Linked DNA regions of Mus musculus: regions 2 and 3 are each linked to region 1. The links are chromatin contacts, called in public HiChIP or PLAC-seq maps. All regions are on one chromosome and are shown on one strand. Each heading gives the region's core, a stretch centred on a gene start, on an enhancer-like site or on the middle of the called end of the contact. The rest is flanking DNA. Distances are from core to core; before and after follow the strand shown. Region 1 holds the start of Hmga1b (high mobility group AT-hook 1B). Region 2 holds the start of Anapc11 (anaphase promoting complex subunit 11). Region 3 holds the start of Slc16a3 (solute carrier family 16 (monocarboxylic acid transporters), member 3).

Region 1 (2,911 bases), core at 320-2,819:
CCAGTTCTGGGCTCGGGGTCTTTTCACCTCTGCAATCAAGCTCTCCCAATAAACGTGTGCAGGATCCTGTTGCAGCGTCATTCTTGCTGGTCGAGTCCGGCGCACGCAAGATAGGTAGAAGCCAGAAGTAGTGAATAAGAGTAGTTTTAGCCCTTGCCGTGAGTAGTAGTAGAGTAGTGAGTAGTTTAGCCCTTCCCCTAAGAAGAAGCTGCTGGGGAAGAGAGCTGTAAAAGAAAGAGCCTGAAGTAAAGATGTTGCTGCATGAACCCGACTTGGTGCCTGTGTCGTTCTTGTCACCACCGGCTCGGAGTGGAGATGACGACAGTAGGTAGGTAACTCAGCTGACTTTTGCGTCTTCTGGGCTCTGATCTGCAGTCTTTCTTCTTTGCTGCTTGGTTTGTCTGAGAGAGACTCTCAGCTTTTGTTGCTTACCCTGACAGCAAGGGATCTTGTGAAATTGGTCAGTTTCAGGAACTTCCTGAAACTATATGAGTTGTTTGCATCCCTACTTAAGGAACTTCCATGCAGGATGGGGTGTTTTAATTTCAAAGGAAACTGTTATACAACAGTCCTCACATAATGTTGTAGTTAGGGCTCAGCACATGACTCTGGATAGAGAAGTCTTCAGACAACATAGGTGACAGGAGATAGAGCAGGAGCTGTGGAGGGTGAAGACATCTTAGGAGAAATGCGCTCCTAAGGGCGAAGCTAGCAGATGACTGTCTTCCCAAGACGTTGGAGCTTGATGCTCCCTTCCTGGTAAACCACTTCCTCCTGCCTGGTGGCCAACTGGCATCCCTGAAAGGCCACCATTTCCCAGGAGTTCCGATGGCCACCAGACAGCAGGTTGGTCACAATCCACAGCTTTTGTCATAGAAGGGGAAGGGCTTTGATCTTACTGGATAGATCAGGCCAGACACCAGTATTCAGTGCCACCTGGAGGTTGGCTATAGGACTTGGTGGTTTGCTCAGACTGGGATCAAGGACACAGTGAGCAGGCATGATCTGTCCCTGTTAGCTATGAGGAAACTGCCAGGCAGCAGCAAATGATTGGGCTCCGGGCCCCCACTGTGTATGCTGTCCCCTGAGCCACAGGAAGGTCCCAGAGCACCCTTCTGACCAGTGCGGAGGAATGCTCAGGGGAAGGGTACTGCTGTCCCTGCACTATAGAGCACTGGAAGTACAGCTGCCTCCTTTCAGCGACTCACACGGTCTCAGTGCAGAGCCTGGACTGAGCAAGGGAAAGGCGGCAGTCTGAGCACACCTCCTCCCCAGGGCTGTCCATGAGGCATCTGAGCCTCCTGCCCGGCCCAGATGTCGTGTGACCTGCTATGACTCACTGGATCGTGAGTACTTGTTCCATGAACCCTGACACACAAGACAAGAGACCCTCAGCACACCTCAAACAATCGCCAGACACGGGTTGAGGTGCACAATATTCTCTGATTACTCCTAACTGGCTCCAAAGAACCAGGTCTCTGCTCAGAGAAGAGGAGATGCACAGAGGTACTCAGGGTTTGCAACTGGGGCAGGAAACCCCAGAATCCATGCTTAGATTTACAAGAGTCGCCTCTAATTGGGACTCCGAGTCGGGGCTATTTCTGGTGTTGGCGCGGCTCCAAGAAGGCACTCACTGTGTGCTGCCCCACACATAGAGAAGGAGAATGAGCGAGTCGGGCTCAAAGTCCAGCCAGCCCCTGGCCTCCAAGCAGGAAAAGGATGGGACTGAGAAGCGAGGCCGGGGCAGGCCACGCAAGCAGCCTCCGGTGAGTCCTGGGACGGCGCTGGTCGGGAGTCAGAAAGAGCCCAGTGAAGTGCCAACTCCGAAGAGACCTCGGGGCCGACCAAAGGGAAGCAAGAATAAGGGCGCCGCCAAGACCCGGAAAGTCACCACAGCTCCAGGGAGGAAACCAAGGGGCAGACCCAAGAAACTGGAGAAGGAGGAAGAGGAGGGCATCTCCCAGGAGTCCTCTGAGGAGGAGCAGTGATCACCACTCGCAGTGCCGCCTGCTCCATAGCCACTGAGGAGCAGCTGTCCCCTGGGACTGGAAGCCCTGCTCCCAGGCCCCTCCCCGCCCCCACTGCACACTACCGCACCAGGCACCAGCTGCAGGCTCTGCTCCGCAGCACCCAAGGGAGCAGGATTCGGCTCAGTCCCTGTGCCCTCCTCCCGAACACACCTGCCCCATCCTGACAAGGCTAACTTCCCATTTAGCCGCAGCCCGGCCTGCTGCGCACCTCCCTCAGAGCCGTGGCTCTCTGGGCGCTTTGTTTTGCGGGTCCCTTCTGCCCTGCTGTTCCTGGCTTCCCCGTAGAGGGTCCTGGGAGCATTCCCTGGCCTTAAGGGGCCCCGGCCCCATCTCACTCTGACAAGGCCCAGTGGCTGACCTAGCAGCAGCAGTGTGGTCAGGGCAGGGGATGCTTAGATCCCAGCATGTCCCCACCAAAGTATCACCGGGTGGGTTTCTCAGCCCCTCCTGCCCCACCCTACAGAGATCATGCACTGGGTTGGCTGAGCCCCTTGACAACAGGAAGTAGGATGATGTTGGCTCCACCCACTTTAATGTTCTCACCTGAGACTAGACAGATGGGGTTACCGCCCATCTCCAGAGTAAGGGCCTGTTCTCGCCTCCACCAAAGGCAAACGGGCACCAACACGCCTCCCCCAGTCCACTCTAGGCTGTTCCTTCCTCCCGCAGGGCACTAAGGAGCTAGCCTTGCCGCCCCCTCCTTTTCGCTCCTCCCTGCCCCCCATGGTTCTGGTTCCATCTTCTCCTCTGTTCACAAACTACCTCTGGACGGTTGTGTTGTTTTTTTTTTGTTCCATGTTCATTCTTAGATACCCACTATTGCTGCTGCTACCAGCGTCAGATGTTCATCCTCCTGAATTTGCCTGTATTCTCTCCCCCAC
Region 2 (2,700 bases), core at 136-2,635, 160 kb before region 1:
CAGGTAAGACCCAGGAAAGATCGCCAGTTAAGATCCAGCACAGAGACGCAGGCTGGAAGATACTCTCAGCCACCTTTCTCAGCATCTGGGAGATGCTGGACTTCCTTCTCCTATCAGTTCACCATATCGAGCATAAATCTGAGAAGCAAGCACCTTTCGGTCATGCTGGGACCGGAGTTGTGGCCAGTCTGTGCAGGTTAGAAACTGTAAGCTCTGGCACAGGGCAGGCGCTCACAGTTTGGACAGCAGACAGGACTCATTTTTAGGGGGGCGCGCGCACACACACACATACACACACAGTGTGTGACATCTTCCTGCAGCCTGGCTTATGGGGTCGTGCTCAAACCCTACTTTTTCTGAGGCCAAGGCTCTCAGGGTGACAGTGGCTGGCTCTGGGCAGCCTAGGGGAGGGCAGGTTCCAATCTGTAAAGGATCCTGGAGCCCACGTCCGCGTGGGACGAGGAAAGCGGAGAGCTCCCGTCTCCTACCTGAATATCAGCATCTGACACTCCGAAGTCCAGGTTGGACACCAGCAGCTTCCCGCCGGTCTCCACGCCGGCTCCACCCCCGAAGCCGCTGTCGAAGAGGTCGTGCTGCCATTTGTCGGGAAGTTGTTTCGGCTGGAGAGAAACCGTAAGCACAGAGACACTCGTGAGACTCGTCCCGGGAGCCCGCGACACCTCGGCGACGCTCTCCCGTCGGCCCCGCGGCCAAGGTCGAGGAGCCCCGAGAGTCCCCCAGCCCCGCCGCTCCGCTACGGACACCCAAGTTCTCTCGCAGCGGCCCCCGCCGCCACGAGGCTGGACCACGACCGGACAAAGCGTCCCGGAAGATCCTGGCCTCGGGACGGCCTCGCCCCCGCCCACCCCTCGGCCGCGGTCCCGCGCGGGACGCTCACCCGGTCCCGGCCGGCCCGGGCGCACCCTCCCCGGCCCGCGCCGCAGGTCCCCGCACTCACTCTGCTGTACGGCGCCGGCCGGTTCCTGCCGCCGCCTGCGGCGCCGCGGGCGATGGCGGGCCGGTTCCTCATAGGCCCGCCGCCTCGATTCACCCGCGCGGCGGCCTGCACTGCGCCGCCGCGGCCGCCCTGGGAGCCGGCCCTGCCGCGACCCCGGCCCCCGCCGCGGCCTCCTCGCTGGCTCCGGTTCAGCTTAATGATGTCGTCCAAAGACATGTCCATTTTGTCGGCCATGGCGGGCGCGGATTCGGGCCTCGGATCGAGCCCGCGCGTCAGCACGCCGCGGCGTCACTTCCGGCGCCTCCCCCTGCCTTCCGGCGTCGCGGGCCCGAAGCGAGCGGCGATTGGTCTGGGCGCGCGCGATTCCGCAGAGCGCCTGCGTACGGCTCGCCGCGGTGGCTGGCGCTACTTCGGAGGAGCCCGACGCGGCGCGGTCGTTTTTATACATTCCCGCGCGGAGGCAACGGAAGGGCGGGGCGCCTCGTGATTAGGCCGCGGAGGTGCGAGGGCGAGCAGGGGGCGGGGCCTGCGGGCGCCTCCCTGGGAGGCCGGAAGATCCTCGGGCGTCGCCTGGGTGCAGCGCAGTGTGCGCGTCCCGCGTCCCTCCTCACCGTGCGATCGTGGGGGTCCCGGCCGGTCCGTGGGTCCGACTTGGTTGTTTTTGCTCGAAGGCTCGGTCTCCTGACGAGCTGGCGTCCTCACCCCTGCTTTAACTTCGCGGATTAGTGACAGTCACTCTTTCCATATCTTTAAAAGCGAGGCCCTGGTTAGTGAAAACCAATGTTTTGCGTGGATGCGGAGGTTTTGTTTTTGTTTTTTTGTTTGTTTTCGTTTCCTGTTTGGCTGATCTGCTTCTGCCCCGGGATTAGAGGCGTGTGCCACCGTGCCAGACTACATGAGTGCAGATCTTTAAAGGCATCCTTAAAGGTGGCAAAATAAACTCGTGCCATTAATCCCACAGGCTCTCCTTGCCGTCTTTAAAGACAAACACGTGCCTTTTTCTTTCTTTTTGGTCGGGACGCACGGAATTTTGGAAGATGCCGTTCTTGACGAGTGCAGCACTTGCCGCAGCTCCATGACTTTGAGCTTAGGTGCTTTCGTATTCCGTACTAACTCCAGGTCATCCTCTTCCCTCAGGTCACAGGCTCTGTTGTCATGAAGGTGAAAATTAAATGTTGGAATGGTGTGGCCACTTGGCTCTGGGTAGCCAATGATGAGAACTGCGGCATCTGCAGGATGGCGTTTAATGGCTGCTGTCCAGACTGTAAGTGTCTTCCTATGCGCTCTCAGAACTTTAGCCTACTCCACCAGCCTAAAAATCCCTAGGTTTCCCAGCACTGGGTAGGCAGAGACTGGAGGATCTCTGAGTTTGAGTTTAGCCTGGTCAACAGGACAAGTTACCTAACCCTAACCGAAACCCCACCGGACAGTGGTGTTGCACGCCTTTAATCCCAGCACTCTGGAGGCAGAGGCAAGTGAATCTCTGAGTTCAAGGCCAGCCTGATCTACAGAGGGAGTTCCAGGACAGCCAGGGCTACACAGAGAAACCCTGTTTTGAAAAAAAAACAAAAAACAAAACAAAACAAAAACAAAAAGCCAAACAGTGCAAGTTCCAGGATAACCAGGGCTACAAAGAAAAGCCCTGACTTGATAAAAGACCAGGTAAAACAAAAACAAAAAATTGTGGGTTTTAGTTTCTATTATCTGAGGGGAAAGTCGACAGAAAAAAGAAGCAGAATACT
Region 3 (2,925 bases), core at 153-2,652, 190 kb after region 1:
ATTGTGTGGCATGGGTTTGAATCGGCACCCCTTGCACCCCTCGGAGGACTGGAAAGAACTCTCCCAGCTCAGAATGGCTCTACTCTCTCCCAATCCTGTTCCTTTCCGGGAAGTCAGCATTTGTAGAGCAGCATGCAAAGCTGCTGTCCTGTCCTCATCTCCCACACTGGGCTGGGAGTGTTAGGATTGCTCTTGTGCTCTGTGTATTCAGATGCCCCAAGAGTTCTGTGCCCCAAGATCAGGTTGCAGTCTGGACATGGGCAGCGTATTGACCAATGTGCTGTGGAGAATGCTCCCCAATAACTTCTGATTGGATAGTAAAAGGCTAAAGCCTGTGACTGGGCAGGAAAGAGAGGAAGGTGGAACTTGAGATGAGTAGGGGTATCTCCAGTAGGTACCAGGAAAAGGAAAAAGGCAGGGGAAGGAAGAGGCCTGCCTTGAGGCAGGATGGTCTGGGAGGATGGACCATGAGCACGTGGCCGAGAGAAAATCGCTGAGGACACTCATGGGGCAGAGCAAACACAGCAAGACTCAGTTGGCAAGTAATGTGGCGTCTATAGTTAGGATGTTATAGCAATCTCAGAACCTGCCCGGTTTAAACTTACAGCTTGTTAATAAAAACACCAGGTTTCTTTGCCCCCCCCCCCGCCCCCCAGGGAGCTATACAGGCTAGAGTGGAGCAGAAATCCCCCCATAAAAATCACTTCTATAGGAGTTGAGGGGCGACAGAGCAGGGCTGTGTCAGTGCCTGTATCTGACTTTGTTGCAGGGCCCCGACCACAGGGGAAAACGGAAGTTCAGGGAGGTTGACAGCCTTGCCCAAGATCCCCGGTCAGTCCAAGGTGCCTGAGTCTTCCTAACTAGGGAAGACAGCTGCCACAGCCACACAATAGCCCAGGCTGAGGCACGAGCAAGGTATGGTGGTTTGGATGGGGCGAAAGTCCGAAGTAGGCAGGCGGCAGGAGCCCTGTGTGCATGAGGTGTGGTGGGGGCGTGTGCCACCCGGCAGAAGGCGCAGGCCAGAAGGCCAGGGTCTGGAGGGCAAAAGGTCCCAGTCTCGGAGATAGCGAGGACATTGCCACTCTCTTGCAGGAATCATGGAAGGAGCCCACAGTCTTGGGAGGGGATAAATGGAGGGTAGAATGGGAAGCAGAGGTGGGTAGTCACGGCCCAAGGGCGCGGAAGAGAACAGTGAGAAGGTCTGCGTTGGGTGGGGCCCGGGCCCCGGGCGCCTATAGAGCGAGTGCCAGCCTGGTCTCCCTGTTAAGTGGAGATGGCATTGTCCGCGCCGTCGGGGAACAGCGGCCAGGGCGCCCCCTCCGGCAGCGGCGCGGGGTCCGGGTGGGGAGGGCAGGGGCGGCGCCAGGCAGCGGTGACGTGCGCGGGGGACGTGCCGCGCGACGGATGAGAGCACTTAAAGTCGCCCCCGGCGCGGCGCCGGGCAGCCAAGGCGGACAGAGGCAGATACAGCGGCTGGCGGTAACAGGTAGGCGCGGCGAGATGCTTGGCGCGCGGAGCGAGGCTGGGACCCTCCCCCCGCCTCCAGTCGCCCAAGGTTTGGGGCCTTCGATCATCAGGCGGGGGATCCAGACCTGGAGCTCCCGGCCCCTGACCCTCTCTCCTCCTGGTTCTCCAGCCCCATTCTTTCTTGACTTGGAGAACCTTCTCACCACTGCGGCTCCACCAAAGGGCCATGAACAGCCAGTTGCGCGCTTGCATCCTGCTTCCCTGCCCTCGTAGACGCCTATCTATCCATCCGGTAGCCCTCGGGGGCTGGGCTTCGTCCAGGAGGGCAGCTGCCCTGGGCGACCAAACGTCCAGAGTATAAATAGCTCGGCCCAAGAGGGTTGGAGCGTGGCCGGACGGCCGGGGAACCTGGGCTATATTTGGTGGGAATGCTACAGCCTCCTTGGAACCCCGAATCTCCAGCGGGCGTCAGCAGGCCGCCCAGTGAGAGAGAGGGACACGTGCGCTTCGGAATGGTGCCACGTTGGGGGAGGTATGCCCTCGGGTCTCTTTCATCTCTTTACATCCACCTTTTCTACCATCTTAAACTCATCAACTCTTACCCAGCCACCACTATTAACCCAAACTAGGCACATGAAAGTGGGGTTTTCCTCCGGAGTGGGCTCTGTTTGCTCTATTCTCATCCGATAGGAAAACCAGGCACGGTCTGTTTTCTTACCTGACAAGTGGGTTGACTAGGCGCCTGCCTGGATGCTGGTCCAGTCAACAGACAGGCTCAAGAAACTGTTAACTCTGGACAGCTGATAGTGCTTGGAATCTGGGTGACAAGCAAGGAGAGGGCAGCAGGGCCCAGGCCGACAGGAACCCTTTCAGGACAACAGGTTGGTCTGAGCGTAACGGCAAGGTTCTCCCCATAACACAGGCTCATTAGCTTTCCCAAAGTTCTTCTGTTGGGAGCAGGTTATCCCCGAGGGCTCCCGGCATCATTGTACAGGCCCAAAGTTGGCTGGTGTCCCGTGGGTGCTGGGTCCGTCCGTGTTGAGGAACGAGGACAGTCCTAAAAGTGTGTGGACTCACTCAGGATGAGCAGTGACTAGTGCACAGCTAGGATGCTGTGCAAAGGATGAGTCTACCCCTTAAGGGGCACTGAGGACACTACCGAGATACATGTGGCCCCTTCTTGGCAAGGACTTTGAATAACCAGTGGTTTGGTTCCAAGATGGACTTGGCCACATCACCAGTGACCTTGGGCAGGGCTTGCTCCCCGTAAAAACGATCTCACTGCTTGGATGCCTAAATTTCGAGGGGCAGCGAGGAGAAAGCACAGTAGGCCTTAGAACCATCAAGAAGTAATGTTGAAGGGGCCAGTGCGTGGGACCCCACAGTATGCCGGTGTTCCGGGACTTTAGGACTCTAATCCTCCAGTGAACTGGTCAGAAAGGGGAGGGCTGGGGAGGC

What was found. HiChIP or PLAC-seq counts read pairs in DNA pulled down with a chosen protein or histone mark.
Region 2: a contact with region 1 is called in an HNF4G HiChIP or PLAC-seq map of pancreatic cancer cells. The contact joins the promoter of Anapc11 here to the promoter of Hmga1b in region 1. A contact is called at or near these places in 24 of 39 promoter capture datasets (the 3T3-L1 cell line, 3T3-L1-derived adipocytes, the C10 cell line and 16 more), 2 of 15 datasets of contacts at CTCF or cohesin (the G1E-ER4 cell line and embryonic stem cells), 7 of 484 Hi-C or Micro-C datasets (the G1E-ER4 cell line, the HL-1 cell line and embryonic stem cells), 21 of 115 datasets of contacts at active chromatin or transcription factors (the 230-238 cell line, the HPC-7 cell line, the NIH/3T3 cell line and 13 more) and 3 of 9 other capture datasets (adipose tissue, liver and pancreatic islet).
Region 3: an HNF4G HiChIP or PLAC-seq map of pancreatic cancer cells shows a contact between it and region 1. The contact joins the promoter of Slc16a3 here to the promoter of Hmga1b in region 1. A contact is called at or near these places in 7 of 39 promoter capture datasets (the 3T3-L1 cell line, cranial neural crest, embryonic stem cells and 2 more), 1 of 115 datasets of contacts at active chromatin or transcription factors (pancreatic cancer cells) and 3 of 9 other capture datasets (adipose tissue, liver and pancreatic islet).

What each region holds. Positions count from the first base shown.
Region 1 is chr11:120,761,225-120,764,135 of GRCm38.p6, forward strand. It overlaps Hmga1b (high mobility group AT-hook 1B), which reads left to right and starts at 1,570. Exons shown (of 2, transcript NM_001166477.1): 1 at 1,570-1,766; 2 at 1,800-2,911. The coding sequence starts at 1,665. The coding sequence ends at 1,988.
Region 2 is chr11:120,597,147-120,599,846 of GRCm38.p6, forward strand. It overlaps Anapc11 (anaphase promoting complex subunit 11), which reads left to right and starts at 1,386. Exons shown (of 3, transcript NM_001038230.2): 1 at 1,386-1,724; 2 at 2,096-2,222. The coding sequence starts at 2,114. It overlaps Alyref (Aly/REF export factor), which reads right to left and starts at 1,219. Exons shown (of 6, transcript NM_011568.1): 1 at 959-1,219; 2 at 489-620. The coding sequence starts at 1,192.
Region 3 is chr11:120,947,665-120,950,589 of GRCm38.p6, forward strand. Slc16a3 (solute carrier family 16 (monocarboxylic acid transporters), member 3) reads left to right here and starts at 1,403. Exons shown (of 6, transcript NM_001038653.1): 1 at 1,403-1,486.